Linked DNA regions of Mus musculus: regions 2 and 3 are each linked to region 1. Evidence: chromatin contacts called from public promoter capture Hi-C data. All regions are on one chromosome and are shown on one strand. Each heading gives the region's core, a stretch centred on a gene start, on an enhancer-like site or on the middle of the called end of the contact. The rest is flanking DNA. Distances are from core to core; before and after follow the strand shown. Region 1 holds the start of Ldah (lipid droplet associated hydrolase). Region 2 overlaps Gm33037 (a long non-coding RNA gene). Region 3 overlaps Gm33037 (a long non-coding RNA gene).

The links. Promoter capture Hi-C pulls out the DNA fragments that hold promoters and counts their contacts.
Region 2: a contact with region 1 is called in a promoter capture Hi-C map of liver. The contact joins the enhancer-like site here to the promoter of Ldah in region 1. A contact is called at or near these places in 5 of 39 promoter capture datasets (the 3T3-L1 cell line, 3T3-L1-derived adipocytes and liver), 4 of 484 Hi-C or Micro-C datasets (the MC3T3-E1 cell line, embryonic fibroblasts, liver and 1 more), 4 of 115 datasets of contacts at active chromatin or transcription factors (bone marrow-derived macrophages, embryonic stem cells, neural progenitor cells and 1 more) and 2 of 9 other capture datasets (adipose tissue and pancreatic islet).
Region 3: a promoter capture Hi-C map of 3T3-L1-derived adipocytes shows a contact between it and region 1, with 3 times the contacts expected there. The contact joins the enhancer-like site here to the promoter of Ldah in region 1. A contact is called at or near these places in 3 of 39 promoter capture datasets (3T3-L1-derived adipocytes and liver), 5 of 484 Hi-C or Micro-C datasets (embryonic fibroblasts, liver, nephron progenitors and 1 more) and 1 of 115 datasets of contacts at active chromatin or transcription factors (embryonic stem cells).

What each region holds. Positions count from the first base shown.
Region 1 is chr12:8,206,675-8,209,469 of GRCm38.p6, reverse strand. It overlaps Ldah (lipid droplet associated hydrolase), which reads right to left and starts at 1,344. Exons shown (of 7, transcript NM_001364261.1): 1 at 1,266-1,344. It overlaps Gm33037 (a long non-coding RNA gene), which reads left to right and starts at 1,337. Exons shown (of 4, transcript XR_381233.4): 1 at 1,337-1,442.
Region 2 is chr12:8,088,676-8,091,470 of GRCm38.p6, reverse strand. The region is part of intron 1 of Gm33037 (a long non-coding RNA gene); the gene reads left to right. Among named protein-coding and RNA genes, the nearest start is that of Apob, 110 kb to the right of the region's middle. Within about 2 kb of position 1,375, at least 49 of the 459 cell types and tissues checked have an H3K27ac peak or open chromatin away from gene starts, as enhancers often do. A contact at or near this core is called in 3T3-L1-derived adipocytes, adipose tissue, liver and 1 more, where this site is marked.
Region 3 is chr12:8,109,102-8,111,896 of GRCm38.p6, reverse strand. All of the region lies in intron 1 of Gm33037 (a long non-coding RNA gene), which reads left to right. Among named protein-coding and RNA genes, the nearest start is that of Ldah, 98 kb to the left of the region's middle. Within about 2 kb of position 1,341, at least 16 of the 459 cell types and tissues checked have an H3K27ac peak or open chromatin away from gene starts, as enhancers often do. A contact at or near this core is called in 3T3-L1-derived adipocytes and uterus, where this site is marked.

The DNA.
Region 1 (2,795 bases), core at 95-2,594:
TGTTCACTGGGACAGGGGTCATCTGGAAGTACCTTTATTGATAAGCTTAACAATGAATGCTCTAAAACAAAAATAGGTTGAACACATAATCTTATATTTAATTCATATTTAATCTTTTCACATGGCCAATTTTAATAGGTTCTTGCAGTGCATGTAGGCTGCCTCCTGAGGTTGAGAACAAAGTTGCCTCACCTCTTAGGACCTCACCTCACTAGTCACATAGCATTAGCTCACAACACACTGATAAGCATATTGACCCTTTATGACACAGGCATACAATACAACGTTTCAGAAAAAGTGACCTGATATTTTGCCCATGATGATCTTAAAAGTCTCTCCTACTAACATTCCAACTTCTTCATCAAAGTAGTTTAGAAAAATGTTGAAGGCACCTGGAATGTAATAGTTTCCCAAAGTAAGAAAGAGCTTGATTAAAATATTCTTCTAAGAAGACAGCAAAGCCCAGAAAAATGTAAGAGCACACTAAAGGTCAGAAGCTACCATAAATATTATATAAGAAACAAGAGCAAGGAATTTAAAAGTAATAATTGAAAGAACAAAACTTATGGGGTGGATTATCAGCAGAGTAGTATCAACAAAGAACGAGATGAGAGAACGTGGATAGATCCACAAAATTTACAAACCTGAATTGGTGGGAAACAGTCTAAAAACTCAGCAGTAGCCCCGGGACTTGTACTACAATGACAAATGACCTAAAATTCATGCAACTAGAGTTTCAGAGAAGGCAATGTGGGGCTAAAACACACGTTTTAAGAAAGAGTATCTGGAAACTTCTCAAAATTGGGAAGGGCATAAATCTACAGATTCAAGAAGCTGAGCTTCTCAAGCTGGGGAAATGTATACTATACTATTAGAAGCCATGCATTTTGTAAAACTAAAATAAAAAAAAAAGTTAAAAGCAGTGAAACAACACATCATATGCAAGGGTAAAGGTAATTTTAATGTCAGCAGATTTCTCAGGAGAATCCACGAGGGACAGTGTCGACCACAGATGCCTGGGGAGCCCCAGCGCAGACTTGGATTTATTTCTAGAAGGCTGGCTGCCAGCGCATTGGCTTATCCTTACCCAGGGAGCCTCTGGCGACCTGGCCACAGGTCGGGCGAGTGTAGTGCCATCGCGTACCGCACGGCCTAGCGGCTGTGCACGCGGGGTGATGGCAGCTCAGTTATCCTAGCACCACCCCATGCGCAGCCCACGTGCCCTTCCTCAGACAAACCACACAGTACTGGCAGCATCACCTCACCTGCCCACTCACAAGGTATTGGGGTCGTCCGCCGACGTCTCGGCAAAGCCTCACCAGACCCGGAAGTTCCGCCTGTACTGACGTCACAGCGCCGCGCCGCGCCGGTCCCGGAAGTCGGGACCCGTAGAACGCTTTGCAAGGATCTCCCGTGTGAGAGTTTGGGTGGCAGCTTGATGGGTAGGTGGTTTATAGTCAGCGAGATTGCTGGGAGCAGCACATAGAGCGTTTCTAGCATACCACCTGAATTTTACCCGCTCTCTGTTCTTTGTCGTTTTGGTAAACGAGTTTTTCCTCTCTTTGGAGGTTCTTTCATTCCCCCCCCCCCCCCCATCTGCCCACTTTTCCTTTCTTCCACCACCAGTTGCTTTTCATTCCTGACTCATGATCACAGGAAAGTTGACTCTCAGCTGACCTTAGTGCTAGTATTCAACTTCATATAGTATTCAGTTTCATATTCAGGATAATGCGACCTTCCAGAGCTATTTCCAGCTTACTACAAACTTCAAGATAGTATCCTCAACACTTGGTACAATTGTAGGCAATCAGTGTATTTCTGTCCCCCAAAATACTGTCGCCAATATGGCAGTATTATAGCCAGAAGAAGCATGGAACTTAGAAAGAAAGAAAAAAAAAACCCATAGTAATTATCACACATGGAAAAGCTTTGCGCTTGTATCCAGCACCTCGGTGATAGTACCAACATCACTTATATTTTAACTTAAAAATCTTTTTGTATATTAGTAGCCTGGAGCCTATGGACGCTGGAAGAGGGCACTGGGTTCCCTGGGACCTGAACCACATAAGCCTATGGGTCACCATGTGGGTGCTGAGAATCAATCCTAAATCCTGTGGAAAAGGAGTTAGTGCTCATAACTACTGAACCAACATCCAACTAGCTGTGGAATGTAAACCGATAAATATCTTCATAACCCTTTTTTATCACTTCTACTTTCCACATCCAATAGGTAACATTTAATGAATATAGAAAAAGATATTCATTGTGTTAAGAGTTTTTCATGAACTAATTTTTAAACCCTTAGCATTTCAGTGTGGTCAGTATTAACAAGTGATCACTAGAGTTTGGAGATATAAATACATAAAAGTAAATGATTATGTTACGGTGACCATAGGATATGTACCAAGTGGTGTCAGTTTTATGTGTGTAAATTTCCTGCCAGTAATGCTGTTAAAGGACTACTGACATATCAAGGGCGTCTTTCTGGGTATCTGTTCCATCCTTCTTTCATCCATAGACTACATGACAGAATGCATTGGTGCAGGATTTCTTTTAATTCTTGGATATGCATCTACGATGTAGCATCTAGGTGATTTATGTTTCTGATTTCACTGAACCTGTGCCAGAAATAACTGAAGCAATTCAGACTTTATAGTTGGCCAGAGATTATTTCTGTTAACTGCAGTGTAAAATGAGGTGCGAAGAAACTGACTTTCCCACAGTTAGTTAGGAGAGCTAGGCTCAGGTTACTTGCAGCAGTTTCTGTATTCTTCATGTTTTCTCTGGGCCATCTA
Region 2 (2,795 bases), core at 126-2,625, 120 kb after region 1:
GTTGGTTAATAGGCATCTTGCCCAAAAGAAAAGGCCCCAGGAGACAGATGGCTTTTCTCATCTCAGAAGCGCTGGGATTTGGCTCCCCTGGATTTCCTGTCTTCACAGACCTTCTCCTTGACTCTCAAGTAACAGGAGTCTGGCTTACAACCTGGGCTTAGTGCAGTTTACAAGTTTGGGCTTACTCAGTGGCATGGGAGATGGCTTTCAGTTTGTAGGACTGGCCTTCTGATGGCACAACTCCAGGACTGGAGAGTCAGAACAACAACTGAAAACAAATTATGCATAAAGGATGCTGAGGATCCCTGGGGTTTCCATCCCAGGCCCAAAGAACTGTCCTTTGTAGTCACTGGCACTCTGGGCGTTTGAGGGCAGGACCGCCACCATCGATAGGGCTGTGGGATCAGTCTAAGGGTAAGGAAGGATGGCCATTCGCCTTTGTTCCATGTGCCAGCCCTGGCTATGAACTGCATCTTTTCAAAGCAGGGGCAGGCAACCTATGGTTCATGAGTCAAATCAGGTCTACTATCTCTACAGATTAAAGCCGTTTTGGAACATGTTATGCCCAGGTCTACTATCTCTATAGATTAAAGCCGTTTTGGAACATGTTATGCCCAGGTCTACTATCTCTATAGATTAAATAAAGTCATTTTGGAACATGTTATGCCCAGGTCTACTATCTCTACAGACTAAAGTCATTTTGGAACATGTTATGCCCAGGTCTACTATCTCTACAGACTAAAGTCATTTTGGAACATGTTATGCCCAGGTCTACTATCTCTACAGACTAAAGTCGTTTTGGAACATGTTATCCCGTTTCCTGTTTGTGGCTGCCTTTGCTTTCTGTTATAACAGAACATTGAGTCGCTGTGAGAGGGCTCTCATTGTCTGCAAAGCCCAAATCATTGACCTTGACAGATGAGGTTTGGAGACAAATGATCTGGAGGCACAGGCACCTTTTTCTAATTTTCACAAGACTTTGACTTCCTGCCAAGGTGCCGTTTCACCCCAGTGATGATAAGCCTGCCTTTTTCTCATCACAGAGGTGCCTTCTGAGCTGATAACACTCTCAAGAGGCAACTCTAGTCCTGCCTCTAAGGACTCCCCTAAGAAGCCTTAGGGGAGCCAGGACTCTTGGGCCTTTACCCCAGCCTACTGCAGGCAGTTGCTGGACTCCAGAGCCAGCTCTAGGATGCCCAGCCACAGGCTTATTACCCAGCTAGGCTGTTCAGGGAGCTAGGGACTGGCTATTGCAGCTCCCAGAGGGGACACAAAAGCTTTCCTTGTTCTTTTTTTCAAATAGCTATGAAAGAGAAGGTTTGGCTTTGGCGCATTGTCACTGGCCATTCCAGGAAAAAAAAAAAAAAGTGCAAACTGTCTCATGACTTATTAACCACTTGTTTACACAGCAGGGATGATTGACACGGCTTATTTTTCTGCGGTTTTTCTTCTAATCTAAAGTGAAACATGAACTGTAGAATTCGTATGGTTCTCTTCACCTTTTGCAACCCAGAACCTGAGAAGGAAGTGCTGTTGGTCCTTTCGGTTGCCCAGACCCCATGGAACCCACTTAAAAGGACTGTGGAGTTGAAATCCCAAAGTATCCCTTATGTTCTTCAGGGAATCCCTGGATACAGCAAGACCAATGGGTTGTAGAATGGAAGGATGGAAGGAAATCAGAGGTGCCCTGCCTCTTGCCAGCTCTGGAATCCTCTGTCAGGCAGTTGAGAAACAACTCCAGTGAGGGCTGTGTGGCAGTTTTCCCAGGGTTCCTAGGAATTGGTGCTTCCTTTTCTCCTCAGCCTCCTGTGGGCAGGGTGTGTATGTCAGCAAAGGGTGTGAGCCCTTGTGATTCGGATTCCAGGGACTGGGGGCCTGGTAAGGATCATCATGCCCCTTTCAGCTTGCCTAACATGTGACTTTTACAAAGTTCTCATTAACGATCTTGTTGTGGCCCCCCTCCTCCGAGACAACATTGTTCTTCATATTCCATTAATTGCTGTATATCCCTGATAATTAAAGAAAAGTCTGTGGAATGGAAGGATAAATTGGATGGTCTGAACATCCTCAAAGAAACAGCATAATGGGTGCCTAAGAAGTTTTGGAAAAAAGAAAATAACTAAGCTAAAATCTGACAGTCTTGTTAAATTGTGCCACAAAGTGCCTTTGTGAAGCTGACTACACAGAATTTGAGCAAAAATGGGCAGAGCAGAGCAAAGTTTATGAGCACACTCTGGTGTTTGAGGCAGGGGAAGCTGTATCTGGGTAAGGAACTGCTTCTAGGTGCAGGGATATTATGGCTGTATTCCTTGGGAGACTGGGCTTTCTCCAGGACAGGGACTGTAGGACAAAGCACTGCTAGGTCACTTCTAAGGAGTCCACAGCGTTTGTCAAGCTCTAAGAGGACATACTTCATTCTTTCCTTCTTCTTGGTCTTAGGCCCCAACCTATGCTTAGAACCCCTGGGAATTGTGGGAGCTCTAGGACCTGGCCTAAATGGATCATGCAGGATATATCTGATCTCAGGATCTGTCTGAAGCCTGCTTTCTTTGAGAATTCCTGCTGTAATATCTATTCTTTATGCTCCCCCACCCCCAAATAAATATCTATCTCATCATTCCTGGAGAACCTCCATTGGCTATTGGATTCCTTTGTGGGAAAATAACTAGCCCTACTCAGCAAGAAAATCAATTCTCCTGGAGAAGTTAGAGGAGTATAGCTGCTATCAGGATACACTTAACTGAGTAATGTGTGTGTGTGTGTGTGTGTGTGTGTGTGTGTGTGTGTGTGTGTGT
Region 3 (2,795 bases), core at 92-2,591, 98 kb after region 1:
CGAAAGAAAAATGAACAAGGTCCTTTCCAGACAGTACCTTCTGAAAGCCGATTTCAAAGATGGTTTTATTTAGTGGCATAGCTGCTCATCCCACTGAAGGGAAACACCATGGAGCTGGTCCAGTCACTCAGGAAACAATTACGAGCTCCCACATCAAAGCAGAGAGGCGGACAGATGTCCATCAGCACCACTGCCAGTGAGATCAGCTGATAGCTCATGGGTCACTGGGAAGTGTCGTCTGTGGGCTGTGTGGGCCATGTGGCTGGGACAGAAGAATGGCAGCTGACAAAGCCTGGAGAGCCTGGAGGGGAGCCAAGATATCCTTTGATCAAAGTGGAACTAGCCTCTACTTCCTCCAGTCACAGGAAGTCCTTGCCTCTGTTTCCATGAGAATTCAACACTGCAGATTTTAGCCACAGTTGCTACACATTCTGCAGTTGTCTGGAACTACTTCTACTTCTTTCCCATCTGTTATCCTGTCAGGTTTTCTACCCAATTCTGATAGTCAAGGAAGGATGGCTGTGTTTTTATCTGTTGTGAAATAGGAGCTCAGAAGAGAAGGCCTTTTCTGGGGCTGCAGAATTAGTCTTTTTAGTAATTTGCCAGAGACCAAAGATAGTGCTGGGTGTGGGGTCAGACTTCAGACTTCTACCAAATTCCAGTCTCAAAGGTTTTCCCCTTTGTGCTTGGTATGTGTTCTCTCGGGCTTCTTCAGGCCACTATTGTTGGAGGGAGGAGGGAACAACTTGTTTCTGTTTCACACATGATGCACAGAGACACTGAGTGACTCCCCAAGGGCCTTGGAGTCTCTCTAGCTCAGGATTTATCTTGCCATGTCTATAAAAGGACCATGGAGACCAGTGACTGCTGACTTCTGACTGGTAAACCTGAAGGAAAAGCTGGTTTCTCTTTGTGGGTGCATCAGGCTCATCCTCATCTCCTGTTGGGTTTTAGAATGGTGATGTTATTCCTCAACAGGCCCCACCCCCACCCATAACACAGATTAGGGCTAAGTGTTGACTCTTGGTCATCACAGCCTTATCCCTCTGGAAGTTTGGGGAGAAGTCCTAACATCTAGAGACTTCCTGGTTATCGCTGTCTCATTATGTTTTATTAGGTGGCCTAGAAATAATGTGGTGCTCTATGGACTCTGGTAGGTAACAGTACCATTTTGTTCAGAGATTGTGTCTGTAAGGAGAAAGAGAATGAATTCTGAGCCACTCTGCAGGCAGCAAGCTGCCTGATCGTTTGCTGGGGCTCTGCTCTCTCACACCAAGCAGCCTGCCTTACCACCCAATCCGCTGAGCTCAGACATTAAACTCTGTTTGAAGTTTTATTTCCCTCTCTTCTTGCTATCTCAGTGGGCAATCGCTCCCAGGACATTTCGTAACAAATAGCCTTTTCTGTTTTGGAGAACACAGACCCTTGGCTTTCAGCCTGCTAGTCTTTGACAGCCTAGCCTTCCTGAGCCTCATTCTCTCTTTTTCTTCTTTCTGTTCCTCCAAGTTGTTATGAAATACTTCTGAGAACCTCAGGTGTACAGCCCCTGGCCTCAACCACACTGGCATGAAGACCTATTTTCTGTTCTATTTTTTTTTCAGCTTCTATCCCATTTTCTTCCACCACAGGAGCTTGCTTCTGCAAAGTCTGAAATTCCATATGCTGTGTTTACAATTTTGAGCTTTATAGAGTTCCATAGGCTTAGTACTGAATTAGATTATCAATCGGAGACCTTGGGCACAGCAGGGCAGGGCTTGTCCCTGGCTGGCCAGTGCGGTTCCTTGGAACTTCCTGTGGAACACTTCCTAGATGCTGCTAGGGCAGGTGGCAAGCGCCACGGATTCCATGCTGGTTGGAGCTTCTGTTCTCTTCTCGCTCACAGACATCTGTTGTTACACCGACCCCCTGCATAACCTTCCTTTTTCAAATCCAAATCCAAACTCATGCCACAAATGTCTAAGTTGTTGCAAAGGTCTTCATTGCTCTTTCCATTAGATCCCAGTGCTCAGGAGCTTCTGTCCAAAGACTCCAAAGTTCATCTCTGTCCTGAATGCCCCTCCTCGTGTGCTTCAGCCCCCCCCCCCCCTTTGAATTGTGGTGGTGCTTGTGTATCTCCAGCCCTTGCTTTTCTAGCCTGAGCTGCTTCCACACCTCTTTCTGGACAATTCTTGTGCATGCTGTGATTTCTTCTGTCAGCTTCCCTGACTTCCAGTACACAAAACGAATGGTCCCCTCCACTGGGCTGTCTGAGCAGGCGAGCCTGAGAGCAAATTTAAGTAATTAGCTAGAAGGAGAAAAAGGAGCCAAGAGTGTTGGGAAAGACTTGGGAAATGTTGAACTTAGCCCGCTTTTCTGGAAGGCTGGGTAGTAAGGGTGTGTGTGGTGTGTACAAGTTGAAGGATAGGGTAGAGGTGGCCAGGAGTGAAATCAAAGAGAGAGGCAGGAGCCTTGGGGTGGAAGGGTGGCCTGCCGTCTGGAAATGGGAAGCTGAGTTCAGCAGGAAGCAACACTGGTTTCGTCAGTTTCAGAATGGGGGACTGGTTCTCTCTGTGGCAACAATGCCTTTTTTCCAGAATCCTCTTGTCAGGTGAACACCCACTTACACTAGGCAGAGGAACTTTCTTCCCTTAGCTTCTGGAAATTGACCTCCTTGGTAATAGCTTTGCTCCAAGAATCCTGGGATTTGGGGTTAGAGGGCAGCTGCAGACAGATGCACCCTGGATGTGCTGTTGAGGTATTATTCTATTTTGCTATTGTCCTTGCCTAGTCAGAACAGCCCCTGAATTTAAAAAAGT